5 separate regions of the Mus musculus genome follow, and all the other regions are linked to region 1. The links are chromatin contacts, called in public Hi-C, HiCAR-type and HiChIP or PLAC-seq maps. All regions are on one chromosome and are shown on one strand. Each heading gives the region's core, a stretch centred on a gene start, on an enhancer-like site or on the middle of the called end of the contact. The rest is flanking DNA. Distances are from core to core; before and after follow the strand shown. Region 1 holds the start of 2310015A10Rik (RIKEN cDNA 2310015A10 gene). Region 2 overlaps Rad51b (RAD51 paralog B). Region 3 overlaps Rad51b (RAD51 paralog B). Region 4 overlaps Rad51b (RAD51 paralog B). Region 5 overlaps Rad51b (RAD51 paralog B).

Evidence for each region. Hi-C and Micro-C count contacts between places; a contact is called where the count stands out from the background. HiCAR-type assays count read pairs that join an accessible place to other places. HiChIP or PLAC-seq counts read pairs in DNA pulled down with a chosen protein or histone mark.
Region 2: a contact with region 1 is called in an H3K27ac HiChIP or PLAC-seq map of heart atrium, with 5 read pairs. The contact joins the enhancer-like site here to the promoter of 2310015A10Rik in region 1. A contact is called at or near these places in 1 of 15 datasets of contacts at CTCF or cohesin (large pre-B cells), 4 of 484 Hi-C or Micro-C datasets (the HPC-7 cell line, the N1E-115 cell line, bone marrow-derived macrophages and 1 more) and 9 of 115 datasets of contacts at active chromatin or transcription factors (bone marrow-derived macrophages, craniofacial prominence, embryonic basal ganglia and 6 more).
Region 3: a HiCAR-type map of kidney shows a contact between it and region 1, with 8 times the contacts expected there. The contact joins the enhancer-like site here to the promoter of 2310015A10Rik in region 1. A contact is called at or near these places in 6 of 39 promoter capture datasets (the 3T3-L1 cell line, the SN4741 cell line, embryonic stem cells and 2 more), 1 of 15 datasets of contacts at CTCF or cohesin (the NIH/3T3 cell line), 12 of 484 Hi-C or Micro-C datasets (the 3T3-L1 cell line, 3T3-L1-derived adipocytes, the HL-1 cell line and 8 more), 16 of 115 datasets of contacts at active chromatin or transcription factors (Th17 cells, bone marrow-derived macrophages, cardiomyocytes and 13 more) and 2 of 9 other capture datasets (embryonic stem cells and liver).
Region 4: a contact with region 1 is called in a HiCAR-type map of fibro-adipogenic progenitors, with 9 times the contacts expected there. The contact joins the enhancer-like site here to the promoter of 2310015A10Rik in region 1. A contact is called at or near these places in 2 of 39 promoter capture datasets (the C10 cell line and the SN4741 cell line), 1 of 15 datasets of contacts at CTCF or cohesin (large pre-B cells), 7 of 484 Hi-C or Micro-C datasets (the G1E-ER4 cell line, the HL-1 cell line, bone marrow-derived macrophages and 4 more) and 10 of 115 datasets of contacts at active chromatin or transcription factors (the NIH/3T3 cell line, acute myeloid leukemia, astrocytes and 7 more).
Region 5: a Hi-C map of pre-B cells shows a contact between it and region 1, with 2.6 times the contacts expected there. The contact joins the enhancer-like site here to the promoter of 2310015A10Rik in region 1. A contact is called at or near these places in 5 of 39 promoter capture datasets (the 3T3-L1 cell line, the C10 cell line, hippocampal neurons and 2 more), 3 of 15 datasets of contacts at CTCF or cohesin (embryonic stem cells, large pre-B cells and pro-B cells), 34 of 484 Hi-C or Micro-C datasets (3T3-L1-derived adipocytes, the AML12 cell line, B cells and 24 more), 8 of 115 datasets of contacts at active chromatin or transcription factors (CD8 T cells, craniofacial prominence, embryonic basal ganglia and 5 more) and 1 of 9 other capture datasets (embryonic stem cells).

Annotation. Positions count from the first base shown.
Region 1 is chr12:80,131,488-80,134,187 of GRCm38.p6, forward strand. It overlaps 2310015A10Rik (RIKEN cDNA 2310015A10 gene), which reads right to left and starts at 1,357. Exons shown (of 3, transcript NR_033514.1): 1 at 1,240-1,357; 2 at 327-472.
Region 2 is chr12:79,579,113-79,581,869 of GRCm38.p6, forward strand. The region is part of intron 7 of Rad51b (RAD51 paralog B); the gene reads left to right. Among named protein-coding and RNA genes, the nearest start is that of Gm36048, 220 kb to the right of the region's middle. Within about 2 kb of position 1,314, at least 34 of the 459 cell types and tissues checked have an H3K27ac peak or open chromatin away from gene starts, as enhancers often do. A contact at or near this core is called in heart atrium, where this site is marked.
Region 3 is chr12:79,540,434-79,543,148 of GRCm38.p6, forward strand. The region is part of intron 7 of Rad51b (RAD51 paralog B); the gene reads left to right. Among named protein-coding and RNA genes, the nearest start is that of Rad51b, 240 kb to the left of the region's middle. Within about 2 kb of position 1,303, at least 47 of the 459 cell types and tissues checked have an H3K27ac peak or open chromatin away from gene starts, as enhancers often do. A contact at or near this core is called in hepatocytes, kidney, liver and 1 more, where this site is marked.
Region 4 is chr12:79,487,761-79,490,460 of GRCm38.p6, forward strand. All of the region lies in intron 7 of Rad51b (RAD51 paralog B), which reads left to right. Among named protein-coding and RNA genes, the nearest start is that of Rad51b, 190 kb to the left of the region's middle. Within about 2 kb of position 1,286, at least 102 of the 459 cell types and tissues checked have an H3K27ac peak or open chromatin away from gene starts, as enhancers often do. A contact at or near this core is called in the HL-1 cell line, the NIH/3T3 cell line, the SN4741 cell line and 5 more, where this site is marked.
Region 5 is chr12:79,440,878-79,443,577 of GRCm38.p6, forward strand. All of the region lies in intron 7 of Rad51b (RAD51 paralog B), which reads left to right. Among named protein-coding and RNA genes, the nearest start is that of Rad51b, 140 kb to the left of the region's middle. Within about 2 kb of position 1,329, at least 57 of the 459 cell types and tissues checked have an H3K27ac peak or open chromatin away from gene starts, as enhancers often do. A contact at or near this core is called in B cells, CD8 T cells, Th1 cells and 8 more, where this site is marked.

The DNA of each region.
Region 1 (2,700 bases), core at 107-2,606:
TGCCAGCCTGATTGTCTTCCCTTTGCCCATAGCCCAAGCCATACAGAATTGCACAGAGGGGGCTCTGAGGGCCCATCTTCTCAGTCTGGTTCACACCTATGGTTTTGGTTCCTACCGCACACACCCTGACAGTTCTACTCAGAATAACTTTCAGTAAACACACAAAAGGATTCCATTACAGGGCTTAAGGAAACACCATTATACATACTCCTGTGCTGAAGGTTCAAAACACCTGTGAATAACTCCTAGGCCCCAATCCAGATTAAAACCTATTCAGTCGCTTGGTAGTCCTCTTGCAAGGACCCGTTCCTGCATGACCTACGTACCCAGTAAGACGACCAATTTCATGATGGGCCTGACACTCATGGGTCCTCAGGATTCAGAAGGGAAGGGTGCAGCCACAAAGACTGAGAGTTGCAGAAGCCCAGTGATGACAGCATGTAGGTGGGCTAGCCAGGAAGAGGCACCTTCACTGGAAACAAAGGGGGAAATCAAGAAAGCTTCTTAGTGGGGGCTGACAGAGGAAAAGAATATTCTAGAACCTGAAAACTACAAATGCTAGAACAACCCCGATGTGTAAACTAGGCAAAGAGGAGGAGCCGTGGGGTCTTCTGTCCCTCGGATGACATCAGAATGATTGAGAAACTGGAAATGAGCTGATCACATATAGCACTGGAGCAGCTAGTCCTTGACCCTGGGTTGGTACGGCCCGAGGGCATCTACTGGAATACCACCTTGTCTCGGACCCTGCCACTGGGCTGCCAGGCAACAACAGCCTGGTGATCACTCTGACCTACTTCAACCACCCATGACTTTTAAGCTCTTTGAATATAGGGCAAAAAGAACTAGGAGGCGACTGGGACAAATCCAATCACTGACCGAAGCGCTGGCCCTGCCTACTAATGGCTAACTGATGGCATTTCCAAACACCCCAGGGAACGTGCCAGGGCCTCGAGTTTTCTTCCCGTTCTTAGAAATTCCTCCCCACGCCCATGGCATTACGGTTTCCAAATCCCAGGCCCGCCGCGGGGCTCGGTGGCCGGACCCCTGGCCGCGCCCGGAGCGGCCAGGAGCTGGTTAAGGGCGCCAAGATGGCCGGCTTGTTTTGCTCGCCGAGGCATCACGCGGAGGCTGCCCTTTGCCTCCGGGGCCGCGGTCAAGGTTCCGCCGCCCTCTCTGGCAGGCTGCCCCGGCCGGCCCGAGCGAGCCTCCTCCCCTGCGCCCTGGAGCCTCGCGAACCTTCGAGACCGGGGCGCGGCAGAGCGACAGCGCGGCCAGCCCGGAGCTTCGGGGCCGCTGCTGGCCCTTCGGCATCTCGGAGCGTCTGTCGCCCGGGCGAGCAGACTGCGGCCGCCCCGCCGGTCTTCCCCAGCCGGCCTTTCACGCCGCTCAAGCAGCCGAGGTCGTTCGATGGGCGTGGCAACACTGCCCTCCACTGGCCAGTGTGCCGAATGGCACACGCGGGGCCATCCTAACTGCCCTGGACCACCGGGCACTGAGACCCTTTCTACAGGGTTCTCAAAAGCGTACACCACACTTCCCTAGGCGTCTTCCCATCTGTTGGTCGGACTCCAACTCAGAGTTTGTATTTTATGGCATTCCAGGGTGAATGTTGCTGCTGTTGGCCGCTGGTCCTGAATCTACCAGCTCAGCCCACTTACTTAGGCCAGGGTTCTATCATCCACTCCAGTATACAGTATGCAGACAGAGCACAGAGGACCCTGATGGAGCTCTCAACCATATGGCACTTAGCGGGATAATTTCACAAATCTAAGATGACACTTGAGAAAGTTTTAAATCTTAAGTGTACGGCTGTTTGCCTATATGTATTTCTATGTACCGTGTGCCTGCAGTGCACTTTGAGGCCAGAAGAGGACTTTTTAAATCCCCTGAACTGGAATTACAGATGGCTGTAAGCTTGTAAGGTTGTAAGCACGTGAGTGCTGGGAATTGAACCTGGGTTTTCTGGAAGAGTAGCCAATGACCTTTACTGCTTATCCGTCTCTCCAGCCCCTTGAAAAAGTTTTAATTCACTTATAAAATATATATGCATATATGTATATGTGTGTATATATTTTATATAGTTATTTAAATCAGGGCAGTTTTCAAGACTGGATTCCCTCCTTCTAACATGTGGATTCTGTAGATTCTAACCAAACTCAGATCATCAGGCCTGTGAATCACCTTCACCAAACTGAACCATCTCACCAGGCCCAGTTTGGAAAAGTTTCCATGTTCTTATAGAGGAAAATATTAAGGCACTGAAAGAAGACATAAATAGGGAACTACAAACAGTCCCCAGTTTATCATAATTTCACCTGTAAGGTGAAACATAAATAATATACATTCAGTAGAAACCACAGTTGAATTTTTAATTCTGGGTTTTCCCCCGGACTAGCAATAAACACAGTATTCTTCTGCGGGAAGTTCCTACAGTCGTGAGTGGGAAGCAGACAGTGGTCTATAGTGTACTGCATGGCACAGTGGTGACGTCTGGTACGTTACGGAAGCAGGTGTACTCTCCACGCTACCTGGCCTTTTCAGTTCATTGAAGGGATTGTTGGGACAGGGCTTCACTGCGAATCAAGGAGCATGTGTGATTTATACTGGGCTGTGTGGAAGCTGTCACAAAAGGCCTTTCTGTGGAAATTCTAAAGAGGGGTCTAGAAGAAGGGAGCAGGAAGGTCCTGGAGAGAACCC
Region 2 (2,757 bases), core at 64-2,563, 550 kb before region 1:
TGGAATTGATGCACAGTATAATATTTAAAAGGAAAACAACACATTTCCTCACCCCCCAGGAGGTTTCCTAAAATAGCATGTAATCTTGCCTACACGGGGAAAAGCCTCAAATTTTATAAATTGTGTTGGATCTAACCCAGATTACCTGACCAGGAGAGCCCCCAAGAAAAACAAGGTGTGGTAAAGGTTATAGTAATGGCAATTAAGAAATTTGTGTTGTGCTTGCTGGACCTCACTGAAGGCAGTGACCCAGCCTGTGGCTACTGGCGTCGTTTCCACAGCTGAGACATGCTGTCTTTTTGGAGAGAAATCCAAACCAAATCTTTGCCCACTTTGGAAGCCAAAATATTCTTCTAATTCCTTTCAGCCACAGCCAAAGCCGAGCTTTTGCTTGTAGGATCCACGTCTGTGGGACCCACTGTATTAACCTGTTTTCTGTGTACTGTTTCAACACAAACAGGTTTGATTTTAGTTGCTTCTCCATGGGATGTGAGAAGGCAGAAAGTATTTTTTGATGTTATCTGCTTGAAACCTCTCCAAGTTGCAGAGGAAAACACCCAAGGTTCAGAGAGGCAGAAAGAATTATGTCTGTAGCCCTATAGCTGGAAACGGCAGAACCCAATTTTAGGACACCTGACCCTCCATCCAGGCCTGCCACTGGCTCATATACTACAGCATCTTTCGTCAACTGCAGAGACTCTGTAGCTTCATACATTACATTCCAGATGTTGACCATGGGGCCTGTGTGATAACAAGCTGCACTCTAATAGAAGTATACTATGCTCAGCAACAGCTTAGTAGCCTATACACAGCAGCTAACTCTGCACAGAGTGAAAGCCACCGACTCTTCATTGACCTGAGTGGAATCTGTTGAGAACTTTGCTTAAGCTCCTCTTGAGGCGGAGAGGAAGTCCTTTAAAATCTCCTTAGCAACCCAAAAGAACAAAGAAACATTTTTGTGATTACTTGGCAGAAGTCCTTTGCCAAAAGCTCATGGTGTGGTCCAGAATGAGTAGATAGGACACTGCCAACAAAATTCCCCGGGGTTGAGTTACCAAAAGCTGAAGGTATAGAGAAGTGTCTCTGTGTAAAACATTTATTCCGTTTTCGTACTTCGTGCTTTACCAACAAAGCAGTTTCCCTTCATCCTCCTCCCTTTCACTTTCCAGTTCTCAGGCTCAGTTTACTGTCAGACACATTCCCACACTTAGATATTTGCATTGCCCTGCTTGGCTTCTTCAACTTTACAGTATGGGTAGACTAGAGCATTGCTCATGATCATTTTTCTAGCTCAACATGAGAATGAGTAGCCTCTTTCCGAACCCTTTCTGTGACGGCCCCACCCCCACCCCCGGCTGCTTTCTTCTCCTACTGCCTGGCCACTGATTTATGTGAAGATAGACTCTTTCTATAGTTCAAGTATCAATTCTTTCTGCATAGTGATCTTTCTAGTCACAAGGCCCTTTCCCACTCACTGAGACCAGTGTTTTGAGAAGGTATAATAATGAGAAGGAAAAAAAAAACTTATATTTATTCTACTTTTTTTTTCTATTTGTCTATTCGGTACTACAAATTGGATGTGGTAAAAAGTAAAGAAGAAAAGATGTAAATGTTAATAGATTGTGTTAGATACAATCAAAGACTTTTTAAGGCTAGATCTAGAGATACTGTAGAACGTAGAGTAGACATCAGGGTTATTTGAGAATTGGGTTGGAAAATAAAGTAATACAGAAAGTACCAGAGAATGTGTTAAGTAGATTTATGAAAAGCAACCACAAATCATCCTTAGGCCTGAGCCTGACAAAGACATCAAGAGAAGCCCAGATGCCAGAAGCTCCTGAAGGTCCACACCGATTTTACTGTCTGCCCCAGAGCTGTCCACAGAGATGAGGATGCTGGCTGACTTCAAAATTGTAGTGCTGCCAGCGATATCCCTTCTCTGCTGCAAATTCTTAGAGTAGACTACTTGTATTCTAATAGCGTGTAGTTATAGTTTGCCTTTTGTAGGCAAAGGTGTCTAAAAAGAGAAATCCTGTGGTCATACTGTCAGCATTATCCAGTCTGAGTGAGAGACACACTCAGTTGAAGATCAATAGACTGATTTCTAGCTTACCAGATCAGTTTCCTAAGAACTTGTTAGGAAGAAACACTGTGTATAAGGTGAGTTGCAAAACTATGGGATAATAACAAAACATCTATGCCTGCTGGATGTAGACTGGACCCTAGCTTTATAGCTTATACAGCCAATATGGTGTCCCTTATTAAAAAGGAGATACTGTAACCAGTGATTTGGTTGGAAACTTGGGCTCTAGAATCTAATTACAGTTTACAACAGTCAACCATTTGCAAGCTATCTCACTTGGGTCTTATTCCCACTCTGTGAAAAAGAGATGTCAGAACAGTCACTTCAAAGTATTGCTGTAAGATTAGTTAATGCATTGTAAATGCTTAGACAGAGTCTGACAGAACTGCTGTTGTCCTTGCCATTGTCATTGTCATCATCCACAGTAGAACAAAGGAAACGCCACCCTGTGTATCTTTTGGATGGGCAGCAAATTAGACTGGATTTCACTCAGTGCTGGGTCTTTCCTTTAGAACCACAACACAGAGAAGGGCCTGAGCTGCTATGATGTGAACATTCATTTATAAGATACTATAGTGTCTTAGTCAAGGTTTCCATTCCTGCACAAAACATCATGACCAAGAAGCAAATTGGAGAGGAAAGGGTTTATTCAGCTTACACTTTCCACATTGCTG
Region 3 (2,715 bases), core at 53-2,552, 590 kb before region 1:
CTCTGGAAGAGGTTTTGAGTTATTGATCTGTCACTTTCTCTTATTTTGTAAGAGCAAGGACAGGATGGGAAGGAAATTAGGTATTTCTGCAGTTAAATCTTCCTTGATGTGAGAAGAAGGTTCAGGACTATACAAGTTTTCACTAGAAACTTTATTTTATTTTATTTTTTGAAGAAAATACTAAATACTTTGGTATAGACATGAATTACTGTCCATCTTATGTACTATGTTTTACATTAGTAATTTAGGCTGATAGAAATCTTAAAAGCTCAACACTTTGTCATAGCCCCTCACATGTGTGCATTCACTAGCCAGCATTTCTACTGTTCCTCTCCCCTCTTGCTTTTCTCTTTTCCTTCCTTCCTTCCTTCCTTCCTTACTTACTTCCTTCCTTCCTTCCTTCCTTCCTTCCTTCTTCCTTCCTTCCTTCCTTCCTTCCCTCTTTCCCTCCCTCCCTCTCTCCTTTCCTTCCTTTTTTTCCTTCCTTTTTCCTTCCTTCCTTCCTTCCTTCCTTCCTTCCTTCCTTCCTTCCTTCCTTCCTTCCTTCTTTCCTTCCTTCCTTCCTTCCTTTCCCCCTGCTTACATGCTAGGCAGTCACTCAACTGTCAGCTTGCTTTCACTGAGTTCTGTTAGGTCTTCGGTTGAACAGCACCTTCTTAAATTTCACTTTGTCCCTTCCCTCTCCTCTGCAAGCAGAGTTCTCACTTAGCAAAGGTTGGGAAATGCATTGTCAGTTGCCGAGAGGAGAACGGCCCATGGTTCCTAGTTTTTCTGTCCTTAACATTCTTAATCAACTACAAATGTGTTTGTCCAGTTCCTCTTGGCTCAAATGATGATCACTTTGAGAAATATAAATATATTCAGGAAAGGAGAGCTGGGGTTTGTCTCTTTATTAGTCAGTGCCCAGTTCACAATTGCTGTTTTTTAACTTTGGAGAATAAGAAGCTTAACCAGATGAAAAGACAACGTAACTGTTTGCAAACAGCTAAGACCAGGACTTAGAGGCTTGCGAAAGCATCCCTACCAAATCCAGAAGCTTGTGGGAGCTCATTCATCCGCTATATAAGGAATTACATAGGCAGAAATCATAATAATCAAATCTCCATACAAGCCACTACACTGGCCTACCACCCCAATTTTGTTTAAAGCAAGACTCTTAAAGAGACAACATAAGGGATGGAAGTGAAGAGCAGGCTTCTCGCTCATTGCATCATTTCCTTTTAGCCACGGATGGCGCTTTGTGCTTGGCTGCGTTCACTTCCAACTCGTCAAGCCTATGTTATGAAAGAGAAATAAGACACTTAATCCTAGGAATGATTAACCTGCATTGGCTGCCCTCCCTAGTAGCTTGCCCTTCCTTTATTGTAGCCTGTTTACTCACTCCTGAGCCAGATCTCCAACCACTCTTATGATTGAGCCCAGGGACACCTGGGTCACAAGAAGTTAGCCCTTTGTTTTAGCCTAAGGGGCGCTCCAGGCACCTTTCTGTTCTGTCTTATTTTACTATTTATTCTTTTATTTTGGAGGCAGGCTCTCATTACATAGCTCAAGCGGGTCTCAGTTCATTACTCTGTAGCCCTTGCTGGTCTTCAACTGTCTTCCCTTGGCCTCCTAAGTACTAGGATCACACCCAGCTTTGAACTTTTCAAAAGCATTTTTAAGTTCACTGGTTACAAAATCCCAGTCAACAAAAGATCATTATTTTAAATTTCGCATACAAGGAAGTCAAACTTAAGGAAATTTCCCATGCCAAAAACTCCACAGCAGAATTCAAATGGATGTACACTCTTACATATTTATCTAAGAGTCTAATTCAGAGAAGGATAGTGTTAGTTCTCATTTGCATGGTAAACTAGGGGTGACTGGAGCCATTTGTAATTAATACATTTTTTAAAATCTTTTGCCACTGAAGACTCTGTGATGACGAACTAGGATTACACTGTTGTACTCCACAAAAAGATGATTGTCATCTTGTTATTCGGCCTTGGGGATTCCCTGGCTCTAGAACCCAAGGTTTATTTTCCCTAATATCAGTCTTTGAGTGTAGTGACACCTAACTGGGACTTTACCTTTATGCTGAATATTTTGCCTAGAAAATCCTAATCAGTATTTCAGAGATGACAAGATCAGGGTGATTCTTAGATCTAAGTACCTTCCGTGGGATGAGAGTCACATGAGATAGGAGTAGTTTTGTTTTGTATTGATCCATAGGCATAAGTAGTGTTTGCTCTTCAGTAGAAGGGACTCGGATAGGACTCAGCTTTCTCATCATATGGAAGAGCAGTAGCAGAAAACGAGATGCTATTCACATTTGCTGGCTTCTCTCCTCAAGCAGTAGACTGCCCAGATTAAATATTTACTCAAGAAAGAGCATAGTGTTGGAAGAGCAGAGCCTTCAAATGGTGAAAATACACAAATCACTCCTACATAAGCCTTTTTATATTGACATCTGTGGCCACAGATTGGTTGGTAAGGGGGAACTTATAGTCGCTGAAACTTCTTCAGGCACTAGAAACATGTTCTGCAGGGCATCTTTGTAATTATGCCCCAGTCTCAAATTATCCCACCATGGCCTTTCTAGTTTCATGTTGACTGTATATTATTAGTGGTTGCCTACTAATTCCTGCTTTTCCTTTCTTCTTAGTGACCTTCATGTTCCCATTTATTGTTCTTTTGTATATTCTACTTCTATTCTGCATGTCTAGAGTATGAAGG
Region 4 (2,700 bases), core at 36-2,535, 640 kb before region 1:
TGAAAGGTTTTACTGAAAAGACCTTTACGCACATGAAACAGCGTGGGGTTTCATTTACACTTCTTGGACAGCCAGCTCTGCTGGCCCTGTTGTGATCTGACTCAGTGTTCCTGCAGGTTCTGAGTATCTCATAACAATGCATTAACTCCCTGGGTTCCATGATTAGTAGGCCGTGGGCTGGGGACCTGTACCATGATAGTTATATTATCTGGCACAAGTAGACGTTTGAAAGGTGGAAGTCCTTTTCTCAATTTAGAAGAAGTGTAATTTTTAGTGGAAGTGCATCTTATAATAAGTATACATGAAAAGTGGTGCCTTCATTTTGGAAATGTCTCAATGGAGCCAGAAATCCTGCCTGATGTAGGTTCAGCCTTGTTTTTCCCGTTCTTCCCGATGCTCCGTGAGGCAACTGAGGAAACAGGGTCATCACAGTAAGTCAAGCCTCTGCATTCCTGACGGCAGAGCACGAGTGTTAGGAACCCCCTTTTTTTCAACAGCAGATTGCTGCGATGCGGTACCTTCTGATTTCTAATGAGACACGAAGGCCTCTGTGTACAAGACAGTTTCGCACTTAGATGCTGACGGCTTTGTTCTCTGAGGCCATAGAGGTTATTTTTCCTAAGTTGGAAGAGTAGACTAGCTTCTTGGTGTACACTGAGTTTGCAAGTTTTTTTTTCTTTTTCTTTTCTCTTTTCTTTTTTGTTCTTGCTGATGTTCTTTTTTAATGATGAATAGCCCTTGAAATTCTGTAATACTAAAGGGGAAAGTCAGGTTGTCTTATTCTCATTTCAAAGATGAGATGGATGTACAGTTGAAAGAGATTATGCAACTTTCTCAAGCTCTCATGGAAAACAGGTGACAAAGCTAAATTTTCCCACACAATGTCATATTGGGATGAGAAATGCATCCTCCTTAGCGTATTACATCAATGAATCGTGTGCTTTGAGAAGCACTCGGGCCAGCGGGAACATCGCTGAACCTCATCCCAGGCACACGAGAAAAACGGTCTAAATCTAGGCCTGTGTTGTTCATTCATGTACATAGCATTCAGAACAAAGTCAGTTCTACATCAGGCCCTTGGAATCGCAGGCCGTCAGGGAGTGAGAAATTGATTGTCTTCTGTTACTTCTCCTTTTTAATCCCCTCATTTTCTCTGGTTGGTGTTCTTAGATGCCAGAGGCCAGTCGCTGCTGCCAGATGACTGGGCTCTGCTGGCTCATCAAGGGGCCGTGGCAGCACTTGTTTCCATGAGAGCTGGAAGACCAGATGCAATGGAAAAAGCACAGGCCGTTGTTTCTAAGTAGCTGGCAGTGTGATTCACAGTGGCCTGTATAATGTGAATGGAATCTGATAGCTCTTGGAACCGGGCTTCATGAGTAAAGTTACCGTGTTGGCAAGCTGAGCAGAGGCGGAGTGCTTGGTTAACATGTTCATATCCGGGCTTTTAGGAATAATCTGTGCAGTTTAACTTCAGCTCTTTCGGGTTTCCAAGTAGACTAGATATTCCTGAAAGGGGTATTGCCCAATTTCTAGGTGTATTTAAGGGATGTGATTTTTGAAGGCAAATTCCTTTTTGTGTGACAAGTAAATTAACATTAAACATCATGTATTCTGCCATGAAATTCAGTGGTAGGTTGTTCTTAGGACTCCATTTCTAGACATGCGTGGTGGCTTATGCCTTTGGTCCTAAGGCTGAGATGGCTGAGGCAGGAGGGCCTAGGAGTTCATGATAACATAACCAAGCCTTGTCTCAGCAAGGCAAAGCAAAAGGACAGTGAATCCTTCTACTTCTAAAGAAGCCCGTTCTCAGAGTCATTTAAAAGGTGTAAGAAATATAGTAGGCCCCAGGGGTCTCATGAGGGCAAATGAAAATAGAGTTTTCAAAGTAGTTGTAAACTAACAATGGAGTCACAGCAGCATAATAACTCATAATAATTCAGATGTTTTCCCAGGGATTTTCTGACTTTGACATAATAATTATGAATAAATGGTGGCTGCATTATATACACCTGTGTTTTGTAGTCATGTAGTTTCTTTATGCTAATGTTGTTGTTCCCTATAGTAACAACAAAAATATGTTCATTAGACTATAAATATTCATATTCATCCTTAGTCCTTTCCTTGTCTATCAAGCTCTATCCAGCCTTAATTCCTAATGCATTTACTGCCTTTTTTTGTTGTTGTTGTCATTTATTGTCTTTTTCTGGGTAATCACTTTGCTCTTTTGTGTGGCGGGGGGAGGGGAACTCTGGATAATTGCAAATGTCTTGCTATCCTTATGGACTAATCTGTGTTCTGTCCGCCTACATCATCACAGGCTTTATTGTGAGTCGCAGTCAGAAGAGTTCTAGGCAAATGAGAAGGGTTTTATGTTGCGACACCTCCATCAGTCTCGATTGCTGAGCTGAAGAAGAGGCTGTGCAGTGACTCTTGTGACAGCGGAGGTGCTCTGAACTCCCTGGATGGATGCCTCACCTCCAGCATCTGCTCCATCCCCAGAAGCGAGCAGCTTGTTTTCCAATCAAGGCGTACTCTGCAATTCGACCCTTTTTTTTGGAAATTAGGTATACTTTCCAGCATATATGCTTAGAGGCCCTTGGGTATTTGAACCATTTCCTAGTCTACTTTCCCAGACATAAGAGATACCATGTGTGAAGTATGTGGAATGAAAATGTCAAGGTGTTTGGGTGGGTTCTTTCT
Region 5 (2,700 bases), core at 79-2,578, 690 kb before region 1:
ACAAAACAAAACAAAACAAAACAAAATCAAACTCTTGTCAAATATCCAGTACAGTAAATATGAATACATAAACATTTTATCCTCTTTTAAGGACAATTTTGCCTTTAAGGTTAAAGAATTTTTCCCAAAATGTAAATAGTAAACAATTTAAACTAATGCTATTTATCTGCAGATCAGCAAGAATTATCAGGTTTCTCCAACACTCATTCTTTTGTAAATAAACAAGTAAATACTCTCTCATCCCCAGAATCATTTAATCAAGAGAAGACATGTAATACAGCCAAAAATCAGTAAGCTACACTAGATATAGGAATCTTTAAAAATGAAGGATTTGATTTTTGGCCCTCGTTTGAGTGATCTCACATGTTAAATAAACAGGATGTCAGTACTCAGGAGCCTTAACGTTTCTGGTCAGGTGTTTCTGGGGTTGTGTCTTTGCTGAGTTGTGAGGTGAAGTATTGTGGTCATCCACGACTTAAAAACCCTGCAGATAGAGGGTCATGGCGTCATGTTGTTGCTCAATGCTGGCACTGGCTCTGAAGTCTCGAAACGCCGAGAGATCTTGGAAGCTACACACCATCACTCTGACCAGACCCTGGTGATCCTGTAGATCAGCTTTGACTTGTGTGGAAGAGGACTGCATATGAGCTGGAGACTACCTTCAATGACTTACAAAAGTGCCTTTAAAATATTACCCAAGTGGCTTCCAGGGTTGTCGTTTCTTTCAATTAACAAAGCCTTTTCTTATTTTCCTTTCAGCTCAGTACTAAATCCCAGTGTTTGCTGAGGAAATATTGATTAATTTGAGTGGGGCAGGCTCAAAACCACGAACACTGAATGGCCCTAGATCTGGGTGGGAACTGTTTAAACTTATTTTACAGCACAAGAGATAAGATGACTCTTTAAAAGACAGCAGAGGAAGAAAGAGGAGGGCTTTCAAGAGAAGATGTAAGCCATCATTGGTGACCTTTGACTCTTCCAACATAATCAGCAGACCTGCCTTTCTGAGTTCTAGAGTGTGTTTATGGAAACTTCAGTAAACATGCTTTCAATGCCATTCGCTGACGTTTAAACATACGCTTGCAGCTTTAATGAAGTTTAAAGTTGTGTATAACTTCCTGAAAAGTTTTACAAATTAGTTTGGATATAGGAGATGGGACTTGAAATCAAAATCATGCTATAAAAGTTGGGCAGCCTTAAATTTTTCATCCAACACATAAAACATGTCAAACACGTTTAAAACCACTTGAGAAGGAAGTCTGAATATACTGTCCGTGTAATCTCGAGGGCCTTTCAGAGTCTCTCAGATGTGCTCTGCGTTCTTTTCTCATTGAGTAGAGTCACTGGTGGTTGCTGTATTCATTGTTCTAAAATCAGTAAATGATGCAAAGAAAACCCACTATCTTTTCAACTTAAAAATAGTATTTCCTTTTAGATTTTTGTCAACCAAATCACTTTCAGTTTTCTTTTTCTTTCTTCCCCCACCCCGCTTTGAGACAGAGTCTTGTCTCTCGTGTAGCTCAGCAGACCTCAGACTTGTAACCCTCCTAACCTACACCTCAGGGGCTGGGATTCTACTCACCGTCCCTGGCTCTCATAGGGAAACGTGTGTATGAAAACCAGTGGGACTAAACAAGAGGTGTATGTGTCTTTTAAGACATTGCTGTGTAGCCCACACTAATCTTAAACTTGTAATCCTCCTGCCTCGGCCTCCTGAATACTGAGATTTAGAGGCATGAACTATTATGTTTGGGTTTCAGCAAAAACTTTATGCCTATGTTGTTATGTGGCCTTCAGTTTTACTCACAGTATGCTGAAGGGAGGGTGTTTGCCTCTCAGTGAGATCATTGGAGCAGGTCAGGATTTTTTTTTTTAAACTTAAGTGTGATAAAAAGTACATGACTTGTATTGATCTGTTTTCTTTTATAATAACAGAATATCAGAGGCTTGGTACTAAGTTTAAAAAAAAAACGAAGTTTACTTAGCTAACAGTTTTGAGATTGGCAGCTGAGATCAGATGGCCTGCTGATTTGACTCTGGTGAGCATGTCTCTGGCTGTGTCAAGGTGTGACTAGTTGCCTTAATGGCGGGAATTGTGTAAAAGAGAGAGCTCGTGTGACGACAGGAATTTGGAAAGCATGGAAGGGCCAAGAATGCTGCTTTATAACACTTTCCCAAGAGAACTCATCAAGGTTTCATGATTTTGTTTTGTTTTGTTTTTAATTTGGAGTGCTGGGATGGAACATTACAATTCAGGCCTCAGGCTGCAGTCCACTGACCTCTGAAGAATGTGTGTCTCATAACCATCCCCGTGGTCAATTATAAAACATCTCCATCTTGTCAGAGAATGTCCTTGTGCCTCTGTGATGCAGTCCCCACCCTGTCCCCAGACAACAATAGGATCCTTCTTGATCACAGGAGGATAGTTTTGTAAGTTTTAGAATCCCAAGTGAATGGACTCAATGGTATATATCCTTTTGTGTCTGGCTTCTGCTCTGTTCGGGGATAATTTGTGGCATGTCTGAGTTGTTTGTTCATCTTTTTAAAAAGATCCCTGCATAGTACACTCTGTACAAACAGGCTGTCATTTATTGCCTTATGTACTAACAGACATTCTGCTCATCTTTATTTTGGAATTACAGATAAAGGGTTCTTAATTTGTGAGTGTCTTTCATAAATGCAAGCTTTAATTGCTTCAGT